4 separate regions of the Sus scrofa genome follow, and regions 2, 3 and 4 are each linked to region 1. A link is a contact called in public Hi-C and HiChIP or PLAC-seq data. All regions are on one chromosome and are shown on one strand. Each heading gives the region's core, a stretch centred on a gene start, on an enhancer-like site or on the middle of the called end of the contact. The rest is flanking DNA. Distances are from core to core; before and after follow the strand shown.

Region 1 (2,702 bases), core at 98-2,597:
CTGACCTCAGAGCCTTCTCTTCTGCATAGAAGGCTTCCTACCATCCTCTACTGCCCCTGGCATCTCAGTGTCACGGCCTCACAGAGTCAGCCCTGACCCTCTGGATGGGGGGGGGGGTGGTGATGAGCCGCTGTGCTTTTCTCTCAGAGCACAGCACAGTCTGTGCTTACATATCATGTGAATTTTTAAAAGCAATGTCTGTCTCTCCTGTTAGAGGGTAAGCACCACGCAGGCAGGGGACCTCCATCTGTTTGACTCAAAATCCTGTCTCCTGGGGCTTATATGTTGGAGGGCGGGAGGGGAAGATTGAACAACCTGAGATGAGCATGGAAGCAGGAAGAGGAGAATGGGGTTCCAGTCCTGGTTGGTTGCCCATTTGCTGCCCAACAATTTGGCAAGCTGCTCCTCTTCTCTGAGATTCTATTTCCTCCTCTGATGAAAGAGGGGGTCACTCTTCCAGAGGTGTCAGTCTCTAGCTTGGGTCAAGTCGTGCCCAGCCCTCCTTCCGCAAGTCTGAAGTGGGCCCCGGTCCACAGTCTCACTGAGCCCCTGAGATGCTGATGCCTACTGGGGGCGTATTTCGATAACACTGGGCTGGCTGGATTCTGAGGTCCTTCCTAGCTATGGCATTTTGTAATGCAGTTAGCATCCAGTTTCTGAGATCTGGGCATGAAGAAGACAGAGAGGCCTGAGGAAAAAGTGTGACATCTCAGAATGTGCGTTCGTCCCAGAGTTAGCAGGCCATGCTGTCTGTCAGAGGCAGCGGAGAGACCTTGGCTGCTATTTTCTTTGTAACTCACCATGCTTGGAGTCAGCACTTTGTAATAGAAGGCATGCAATACTGTGCACTCTGTGTTAAAGGTATCCTGCCAATAATGAACTCTTCTCAGAAGACTCAAGAAACCATTCAGGACCTTGAAAAGGAAAAATCTGGGAGAGAGGGATGGCCGTATGATTCTCTCTCTCTTCTCCCCGCTCCTTTCCAAAAATCACAAGAGACACGTGGGAAACCACATAAAATAAATGTATGGCTTTGCGAGTTCCAAGATGAGCAGTTCTTAATCACCACTCCCATCATGACCAGAGCTTCGCCAGTCACCCCAGAAGCCCCCCACATCCTCTCAACTCCTTCCTTTCCCTTAAAAACAAACACTCTCCTGACGAAATTACCATTTCCTGTGTTTCTTTATGGTTCTATCGCCTGATCGTGCCTTCCTCGGCTCTAGAGTTTCATCGCGCCGTTGGAAAACATTGGTTTCATCTTTTAGGTCCCATCAGATTCACAGTCCCACCCTCGAGGACAGAGGGACACGTCCCCACAGAGCGTCTCCTGGTGGGGATTTTGCTGATTGCACTCGTGGTGCCGTTCAGTGAGTTCCTCTGTGCACCGTATTTCCTGAACGTTGGCAGCTGACATCAGAGGTTTCATCAGTCTCATTTCCAATCCATTTGGCAAGGCTGTAGGCAGTGGTGTGTTCTTTCATCAGAAGGCACATAATGTCTGGGTTTTGCCCCCTTCTTCCCCCCCTCCCCTCCCTCTCCCCTCCCCCTTTCTCCTCCTCCTCACTGTCTTTCTCTCTCCCTCCTTTTCATGGATGTTCGTGATAAGTGTCCATGCATCCGTTAGGGACTGAAAAGCAGTGACAGTCTAATTCTATAATTTCTTTTTTATGTAATTGTTGTGATATTGCAGGAAGAGACACTTTCCACATCTACACTTTGGTTACCTGGTGGTATCCCCTGTACAGGAAAAGCAAATAAACGTTTCCTTCTCTCCTTTATGTAGCTCTCTTCAAGCTAATATCATACGCTCCAGGTGATCACGTACTTTTAAAAAAATATTATGAACTCAGAGAATGTTAGATGAGTTTCAATCTATCTGAACTCTTCTTCTTCTTCTTTTTTTTTTTTTTTTTTGTCTTTTTAGGGACACAACCGAGGCATATAGAGGTTCCCAGGCTAGGGGTCAAATCAGAGCTGTAGCTGCCAGCCTACACCACAGCCACAGCAATGGGGATCCCAGCTGCGTCTGCAACCTACACCACAGTTCACAGCAACACTGGATCCTTAACCCACTGAGCAAGGCCAGGGATCAAACCTTCATCCTCATGGATACTAGTCAGGTTTGTTTCCACTGAGCCACAATGGGAACTCCTGAAATTCAAATGGTTTCTCTTTGGCCAGAGGAAACCTGTTCAGGTTGGCCAGGGGCGGGGAGGGGGGTCCTTCTTAATGATGGGGGCCTCCCTTCTCTCCTCTAACCTGAAGAGAAATCCTACTTTCCCCTCCCTTTGCTCCTGGGACTCTTGAGCACAAAGTTAAAAACATCCCTTCCCTGTAGCTCTAGTTCTGCCTCTGGCTGTGAGCTTTCTCAACGACATGTGTCTGTGTATCTCAAGAATGCATCTTCCTCTTGCCAGAAGTATCTGGATTCACTTGCTAAAAAGTCAAGGTCAACCGTCAGGGCTAAGAGGACCCTAAGAAGACAGGACAGCTACATGTCACATGATGTCCTAGATGGGATCCTGGAACAGAAAAAGGACGTTAGGTAAAAGCTAAGGAAATTGGAACAAAGCATGGCTACTAAGAGTGAAACAATCATTAATTGTTACGAACGTACCGTACTAAAAGGTGTTAGAGGTTAATAATAAAGGAAACTGGTATGGGTTATATGGGAACGCCCTGCATTATCTTTGCAATTT
Region 2 (2,702 bases), core at 57-2,556, 190 kb after region 1:
TGGCTGTGGTGTAGACATACAGCTGACGCTCCAGTTTGGCCCCTAGCCCAGGAACCTCTGTATGCCTCAGGTGTGCTGTAAAACAAAAAGAGAGAGAGGAAGAAGATGAGTTGTAAGAAACCTGGATGATTCAGTTCAAAAAGAGTTGTGTCAGAGTTCCCATCGTGGCTCAGTGGAAACAAATCTGACTACCATCCATGAGGACGCAGGTTCGATCCCTGGCCTCACTCACTGGGTTAAGAATCTGACGTTGCCATGAGCTGTGGTGTAGGGCACAGAGGCATGGCTGTGGCTGTGGCATAGGCTGGCAGCTGCAGCTCGGATTCAACCCCTAGCCTGGGAACCTCCATATGCCGAGGGTGCGGCCCTAAGAAGACAAAAGACAAAGAAAAAAAAAAGAGCTGTGTTGTCATCCCTGACATTACACAGAGCTGAGTTTATTGGTCCTTGGCACCAGCGTCTCTCCTGGTTTCGGAATTGTCTTTTCCAGTCCAAACTTTATAGGCTTGCATCCCCGTGAAAAAAGCTCTACGTGGGAACCTTCTGCCTCCATCTTTCTTAATATCCGTTTTCCGTGATATTCAGTAAATGTAGCATCTTTCTCTTCTTTCTTTTCAAAAATACCCTGCACTTTAAATCTGAGGTTTTTCTCGTCTCTCTGTCACCATTTATTCCACACGTGTGGATCGAGGGTCTGCCAGGCAGCAGGCTCTGCTCCAGGCATGGGGGGCTTTTCTGTTCTCGCTCTTTGTTAAGAGCCCTGGGTTTGAGAGCTGCCTGGGGGATGTGAGCAAACCCTTCCACCTCTCAGGGCCTGATACCCTGCGAGGGCTCAGCAGAGGGTCATGAGCCCTGGCCACGTGTAACTTGTCAGTAGTAATATTCTCTAGTTGGCTTTCCTGTGGGAAGTTGGCACTGATTTCTCAAGACAGCTTGGTTGGGCTTGCCCTGCTCTGGGTGCCAAGGTAGCTGTGATCTAGCAGGAGGGATTACATCTCTGTGGGTCACACTGTGACTGCGGAAAAGGCTTCTGTCCCTCGCGCCCCCTGGAGGAGGCGGTCACGGGCAGGGCACGAGTGCCCTCTGCTGGTAGCTTTGTGTTATTTCCCTTTCAATTTCTTTCTCCAGCCATTATTACTGAAGCACATTTGCATCAAGGAAAAAGATTTGCTGAGGGTCTCAGATGCATTTGGCCCTCGTTTATGAACTGCTTTCCTTAAAGCTTCCCTTGAAGGGTGTGACAAGAATGCCGTTCCCTGCGGTAACCTGGCTCCACTGAAGGGAACCTCGAGACAGGAAGTGACGGTCCAGTTGGGCCGTCAGTGGGAATCCCAGGGAATGTAGCTAGGCCATCTGGCCTTCCTGAATGATCTACTCACTTTGGAAAAGACTTCACAACTATCTCACTTACTCTAGTAAATCAAACTCTGACAGAAATGTTGAAATACTTTAAAAAGAAAAGCTTTCCACTTTGTCTGAGTCTCCTCGGGCCACCATGACAAAATGCCACAGACTGGGTGGCTTCGACAACAGACACTTGCTTTCTCACAGTTCCAGAGGCTGGAAGGTCCATGATCAAGGTGTGGGCGGGGTTGGTTTCTTCTCCTTGACTTGTAGAGGCCGACTTCTCCCTGCATCTCCATGAGGTCTCCTCTGTGCTCCTTAAGTGTTTGTTGAGCTTTTGTTAAATATCTAAGTGTGACTTTTAAGCCTTCTATGCTGTGAGATTTGGAACCCATGATCCAGAACAACAGTGATCTCTGCATCACATCTCCAGATGTGTCACTGACCTACCCTTAAAGTTGCAGGGAAGAGGCGGGGTTTTGCGCAAGGAATTTGGAAAAATTGGGAGAATAACTTTGGGGAGTCAAATGAGAGTCCTCCTCCCGCTCAAAGGAGCTGTGATCAGTGTTGGTTTATTTCACCTCATTCATTCCTGACTTTCTTTCTTCTACTTCCAGGAGAAAAAGATGTGATCGTCTTAGGGGATTTCGGCCAGGGGCCAGACAGCAGTGACTACGACATCTTGAGGAAGGAGAAATTCCACCCCCTGATCCCCGCGCACACCTTCACCAACATCAGCACCAAGAATCCTCAAGGCTCGAAGACGCTGGACAACATCTGGATCAGTAAAAGCTTAAAGAAGGTTTTCACAGGTAAAGCATAAGTGCTGTTCAGAAACCAGTAAGAGACACCCGTCTGAACTGATGCTTTCAGATCATTTGGTCTGAATAAAAGCCACAAGCGAATTTCCCTCCTCTGTGGGCCTCTTTTGGGGTTAACTTTTAGGTGGCTGTATTCAAACAGAGCCACTTTAAGAGTGAAGGAGGGTGTGAAAAATAATGAAAGGCACTCACTGATCTGCAGCGGGGGAAGGCAAGTGTGTCCTGGACAGACCTCGTTCTGAGCTGAGACAGTTTGCACAGGCAGACAGGATGGCTGGGGGGGTCTTGTCGGGGAGCCCACCCCACCGCTGCCGGCTGGCCTATGACCTCCCAGCCCCCAGCCTGACCTCTGGGTCCCTCTCCCCTCTGCCTCCAGGTCACTGGGCTGTCGTGAGAGAAGGCCTCACGAACCCTTGGATTCCAGACAACTGGTCCTGGGGCGGAGTGGCTTCGGAACACTGCCCCGTGCTCGCCGAGTTTTACACGGAGAAGGACGGCAGCAGGAAGGAGGGCCCTCGGAACAGCAGCGGGGTCACC
Region 3 (2,702 bases), core at 108-2,607, 150 kb after region 1:
GGGGTTCAGACAGCCCCCTCCTTCCTAACCGCATTATCTTGGGTTATTAACCCTCTCTGTGCTTTTCCTTCCCCGTCTGTAAAGTGGGAATCTTTAAAACCTGAAAGTCACGAAAGCACCGAGAGGGCTAAGTAGACAGTCGATGTGAGGGGCTTAGCGCCATGCCTGGCAACTGCTGAACTGAGATCCTGCCACCGTGGGACGGGTCACTTGCAGACGGACGGTTCCGACAGCGGGGGCCTGCCCATGCCTTTCTCTTGTAAGATGGAAGCTGTTTGGAAGGGATCCTTTCCCTCGCGGCTCCTTGTAGGGTTAAGTCTGACCCATAACATGTTTAAATTATGTCAAACAGAATATAAAAGGCTAAAAAACAGCAGCAGTGTTTGCGGGTCTCTTAGACAGTACGACTCAGGGCTTTTCCTCCTTAGCATTAGACATTGTCATTATGAGCTTAGCGGTCAAAATTACCAGCCATTGGCCTGATTGTGCTTTTCCTGGTTTTAGGTAGGGAGCCTGCCCGTTTTTGGAAGCGCCAGACTTGCTGGGTTTCTGCAGCGCACAGAGCAGTGTAGGGAGGCTTTGTTGAAGGGGGGGCCGGGTCCCCTCCCAACCTCGCCTCTCTTTGACTGTTGGACCTGGCAGAGGGCCTATCTCGAAGGCCAAGACCCCTTCCCTTATCCGTGAAACTATCTATTCTTTCTATGGTTCCTTCCTCTGAAAGTCTCCAAAAGTCTTGGGTTTCATAGTTGATCCCTGATGACATGGTGAAGAGGGGAAAGTCTCCTTTTCATACTCTGTTTTCTGATGTTTTTTTCTCTGCTCCTTGCTCCCGTGATCCTTACCAGATGAGGGCTTCCATGTTTCATCTGCCTGACTCGCCCTAAAAACACACTCTCTGGGGAGAGGAGAACGGTGGACGCCTGCCCACTGACCCCATATGTAGGTCCATAGGGTCCCAGTTTTTACCTCTTCAAAGGCAGGCTCTGTCTTAATTCAGATGCGGCAGATCTGGGGGGTGAAGACAGGGGACACCTGGGAGGTCAAGTGAGTTTATTTCTCTTCTCCACTAACACTACGTAAAGCAGTTTCCCAGATGAGTGACAGTGATTTGTCCTTTATTTAAAAAATAAGTTGTAAAAATAATTGCTTCTTATTCTAAAAATATGTTAGAACCTTGAGGGGGTGGTTTAATATGCACAGCTGTCGGAACAGGTGACATTTCTTTGCAAAAGTGTTTTGGATCTGATGTGCTTTTTTTTGGGGCCAAACGTCCCTGAGTCGCCGAGAGCGAGTACATGCTCTGAGACAGGTGCAGGCCACGGCGCACTCCCTCTGCTCCATGCTTTAAGAGCAGGACGCTCTTGTTTTTCTGAACTTAAGTCACACAGACTTGTTTCCCAGGCTTTATAAACAGGCCCATCTAATGCCTTAAATGTGTCATCACATGAAAGGAAATAAAAATATTGGTACAGCTTGATTTAGTAAGATCATTTTTCAATGACCCTTTCAAACAGCTTCCTGCAAAGCTGCAAACAATAGTTTGGCTGTTCTCTCCAGCTGGAGGTCACCCTCGCCCTGGAAGGGCCAGAGGGCAGAGCACCAGCTGACCCCACCCGAGGCTCAAGCCCGCTGGAAGAGCTGCCTGTGTGAACCCAGCCTCCTGGAGGCTCAGGATGCCGACTCAGGGTCATTGGCCTGTCTTACACCCGCCCCCATTTGACTTGGACAAAATGCCTGCCAGTCTTCGTGCCTGCTGCTGCTAGATGTTTCCCTAGAATTTACTCTTCGTCTAGTTTTCCTGCAAGTCATGCAGATGATTGCTGAGGCCTTTCCAAGTGAGATAAAAGTGTCTGTACACTTCACCAGCAAGCCTGAGACTAGACAAATTGAACTGGATGTTTGCACTTGGTGGCTAATCAGGGACTCTGCCAGCTGAACCCTAGTGGTGGCCAACATTGGAATTAGAAGTTAGTAGCTTCCTGTGGATTTGGGGGAGGAAATAGGAGGTGAATAATTGTTAGGTAGATGTGTATGAATAACCTAAGGATGCTGAGTGCTTGTATCTGTAATTGGTGGTAGTGCTTTCTGAACACACACACATGTACATACGTAAGCTCTGTTATTACAGACTGCTGGAGGTGTTTTCACTGTGATTTGGACTGCCTGTTAATTTATTTTGTGCTTATGTTGTGTCTAAATCACACTGCATACCGAGGGAGATAAAGTTATAAAAATACATTTGAATGGTATATATAGGATCCCAGAATGTCAGAGTTGAGGGCAGCTCTTGAAGCCATTGACTCCAACCCTGTCATCTGTCATTTTGCAGACAGGGCACAGAGGCCAGAGGTGTGGAAGGATCCTCCTTGCCCAGGGCCCCTAGCAGTTGCATTGGTAGAACCAGGACCAACCCCAGTGGACTGGGCTCCCTTCCAGAGCTCCCTTCAGTGTGGCTGCTGCCTGTCTTCCATCGTCTTGTTTATCCTGGGTGTCAGCATTAACAGGCCTTCTGTCTCTGTGTATGCCGGGGGTGGGAGCGGATGCAGAGGGTCCATCCCTGCTCCAGGTGCCGGAGAACCGAAACCCGGGTTTTCTTGTAGCGAAACAGACGCGGGCATGTGGCGTCTGTCTCCCTGAGCACCTCTTGGTCTGGCGGAGACAGAAAACGTGGACTGAGGGGGGGGTGTGTCCACAGGAACTCT
Region 4 (2,702 bases), core at 128-2,627, 130 kb after region 1:
AAGTGACCACTTGTGTTATTAACTGATCAGTGGAAGCGCACCCCCCCACCCCCACCGGCTTGTCAACTGCACGAGAGCTGGGCAGGGTCTGTCTGGTCCACTGTGGTTAATCAGGGTTGTGCGGCACAGGTTTGCCGGCAAGATGAGGACATGAAAGCCAGCAGCATGCGACCCAGGGAGGTAAATGGATCCGAAAGATGCAGAGAAGGTGTGGGGGGTCCGGGAGAGTTTCCGGAGGAGAATTTCAAGGACAGAGCAGGGACCAGTGCCAGGCAGTGGTAAGAGGTGGAGAAAGATCAATGGAGAAAGCACTTTAGAGTAAGGGCGGAAGCAGGTCCTGGGGGGAAGAGAATGTGGTCAGTCCTTCAAGAGCAAAGCTGGGCCCTCTGGCCTTGGATAGAGGACTGGAAGGTCTTCTCAGGGGAAGGGAAGTAAAGAAGATGGAACAAATCCAGTTATGCCTCGGTGTCCACAGGGCATTGGTTCCAGAAGCCCCATGGATACCAAAATTCGAGCATGGTCAAATCTCATGTATTTTTTTCCCGTAGGAGAAAAGCATCCGTATTCTATTGAATTTTTATGTACATGGGAGCTTTCACAAGAAAATAAAGACCTGAAGAAGTAACCAAAGCAGGAAGGTTTTTTATTGTTTAGACAAAGAACTAATACAAATAAACAAAAACAAAGAATTTACAAGACACAGCGGGGTTTGGGCTGGGGTAGTGAGTAGTGAAGAAATGACTGGGAGGATAAGGATTAGTTTAAAAAGGCTTATCCAGTCTCTTATATTAAATGCCCTCGTGCAATGAATGCAGCTGGCCCTCGGTATCCTCAGATCCTGGATTCCCCTCCGAGTCCTTCTTGCCGAGTGTGGTCAGGGAGATCTTAGATGTGTGCCATGTAAAGGTGGCTGTGCCAGAATCTTCATAAAGGAGCGTTCTCAGTTATCCCTGTTTCTCAAAGTGTGCTTCTCACTGGTTCTCAAGTTGTGGTTCCCTGCCTCTCCCTGGAACTCATTAGAAATGCAAATTCCTATTTAAATAGAAGACCCTGGGGTGGGGCTCCTCAGCTTGTTCTAACCACACTCTCTAAAGCTCCATAACCACTGCCCTAACTCCCAAAACACCAAGCAAGCAGTTGTTGGAAATTAACTTGCTCCGGAGACATTTATAAATGCAGGAGCTTCCAAGAGCTAGGATGGCGGTTTTCTTCTCGCCTGCTTCCTGGAAGACGATGAAGCTGTCACCTCAAAACCTATTTTGGAGTTCTTAAGGTTAGAGAATTGGGCTGATAAAGTTAGAGGCTCCTGTCTCCCAGAGGTGTCTTCCATGTTATGGTGGGTCAGCAGTTTCTGCTTGGATCCTGGGCAGCTTTCCTGGCCTGACTCTGAACACGAGTTTCTGAGCCAGCTGGTCAAGGCGGTGGGGAAGGGGGGACCTCCTGGGCCTCCCTGCATTCGCTGTTTGAAATTGAAGTCAGGGAAGGACCTGAGGGGTTACAGACTGGAGGATAAGGTTTCACACATAGCAGCTGGAATTCATAGCCCTGGCGTCTGGGACCTGTAGCTTTGAAAACATGGTGAGATGCTGCTGCTTAACAAAAACCAGCCCTGGCCCACCAGCCACCACCCTCGCTGGGTCACTGAGCTCCTGGTACACCTTGGGATTCCCCGCAGATGAAAGCTTGGTGGCCCCAACCAACTGCTGGTACTTCAACTAGAGTTGAAAATTGCCAATAAAATGTTCCATTTCTCTAGTGGTCAAATAAATGTAAATTTGAATAGCATGATAACACCTCTTCCACATATTAGATTAGGGAGGATTTACAGAAATTACACAGGGCAAGGGGGTGGGCTGTAGAACTGCCCGTGGAAGCCTAAATCTGCAAAGTAGTTTTGCAAAAGTTATTTACAATCTTAAAAATGCATATAGCCCTCAACCTCCTGGAAATTTTTTGTTTGGAACAAAATTATGCAGAAAGTAGTATGTTCAAAGTTTTTCACCAGAATGATAATTTTAGCAGTGAAAAATTAGAGCCTTGATGTCTAAAAAGCATACATCTAAATTTGTGTGTATCTGTATGTATGTATGTATGTATGTATCTATCTATCTATCTATCTATCTATCTATTTTCATTAAAATTACATCAAATAAGAGTTCCCATCGTGGCTCAGCGGAAACGAATCCGACTAGGAACCGTGAGGTTGCAGGTTTGATCCCTAGCCTTGCTCAGTGGGTTAAGGATCTGGCAGTTGCCGTGAGCTGTGGTGTAGGTCACAGACACAGCTCAGATCTGATGTTGTGGCTGTGGTGTAGACCGGTAGCTGTAGCTCTGATTGGACCCCTAGCCTGGGAACCTCTATATGCTGCTGGTGCGGCCCTAAAAAAAGTAAATAAATAAAAAATAAAATTATATCAAATAATACTTAACGACATGGTATCATGTCAATAATAATGGCAATAACTTATAACTTAATCACAATTTTTAAATACTAGAACCAGCATATACAATATGACTCCAATTTTATAAACTCTATGTATTCGCATTTTTAAGTCTAAAAAGATACACATCAACGTGGTAATGGTAATTCCGAGGTAGCAGGATCATGATTAATGTTTCTTTTTGTTCTCTCCTTTTTTTTTTTTCTAAATTTTCTGCAATACATATGTGCTTTGTTAATTACTTCTTTGAAAAAAAAAAAA

What was found. Hi-C and Micro-C count contacts between places; a contact is called where the count stands out from the background. HiChIP or PLAC-seq counts read pairs in DNA pulled down with a chosen protein or histone mark.
Region 2: an H3K27ac HiChIP or PLAC-seq map of alveolar macrophages shows a contact between it and region 1. The contact joins two enhancer-like sites. A contact is called at or near these places in 3 of 47 Hi-C or Micro-C datasets (psoas muscle, retroperitoneal adipose tissue and undifferentiated spermatogonia) and 2 of 2 datasets of contacts at active chromatin or transcription factors (alveolar macrophages and skeletal muscle).
Region 3: an H3K27ac HiChIP or PLAC-seq map of skeletal muscle shows a contact between it and region 1. The contact joins two enhancer-like sites. A contact is called at or near these places in 2 of 2 datasets of contacts at active chromatin or transcription factors (alveolar macrophages and skeletal muscle).
Region 4: a Hi-C map of skeletal muscle shows a contact between it and region 1, with 6 times the contacts expected there. The contact joins two enhancer-like sites. A contact is called at or near these places in 1 of 47 Hi-C or Micro-C datasets (skeletal muscle) and 2 of 2 datasets of contacts at active chromatin or transcription factors (alveolar macrophages and skeletal muscle).

Annotation. Positions count from the first base shown.
Region 1 is chr18:38,017,261-38,019,962 of Sscrofa11.1, reverse strand. No RefSeq gene overlaps it. Among named protein-coding and RNA genes, the nearest start is that of EEPD1, 70 kb to the right of the region's middle. Within about 2 kb of position 1,347, at least 6 of the 83 cell types and tissues checked have an H3K27ac peak or open chromatin away from gene starts, as enhancers often do. A contact at or near this core is called in alveolar macrophages, retroperitoneal adipose tissue and skeletal muscle, where this site is marked.
Region 2 is chr18:37,824,960-37,827,661 of Sscrofa11.1, reverse strand. It overlaps EEPD1 (endonuclease/exonuclease/phosphatase family domain-containing protein 1), which reads left to right. Exons shown (of 8, transcript XM_013985720.2): 7 at 1,962-2,156; 8 at 2,542-2,702. Among named protein-coding and RNA genes, the nearest start is that of KIAA0895, 110 kb to the right of the region's middle. Within about 2 kb of position 1,306, at least 20 of the 83 cell types and tissues checked have an H3K27ac peak or open chromatin away from gene starts, as enhancers often do. A contact at or near this core is called in alveolar macrophages, retroperitoneal adipose tissue and skeletal muscle, where this site is marked.
Region 3 is chr18:37,862,851-37,865,552 of Sscrofa11.1, reverse strand. All of the region lies in intron 3 of EEPD1 (endonuclease/exonuclease/phosphatase family domain-containing protein 1), which reads left to right. Among named protein-coding and RNA genes, the nearest start is that of EEPD1, 85 kb to the left of the region's middle. Within about 2 kb of position 1,357, at least 9 of the 83 cell types and tissues checked have an H3K27ac peak or open chromatin away from gene starts, as enhancers often do. A contact at or near this core is called in skeletal muscle, where this site is marked.
Region 4 is chr18:37,883,901-37,886,602 of Sscrofa11.1, reverse strand. The region is part of intron 2 of EEPD1 (endonuclease/exonuclease/phosphatase family domain-containing protein 1); the gene reads left to right. Among named protein-coding and RNA genes, the nearest start is that of EEPD1, 64 kb to the left of the region's middle. Within about 2 kb of position 1,377, at least 4 of the 83 cell types and tissues checked have an H3K27ac peak or open chromatin away from gene starts, as enhancers often do. A contact at or near this core is called in skeletal muscle, where this site is marked.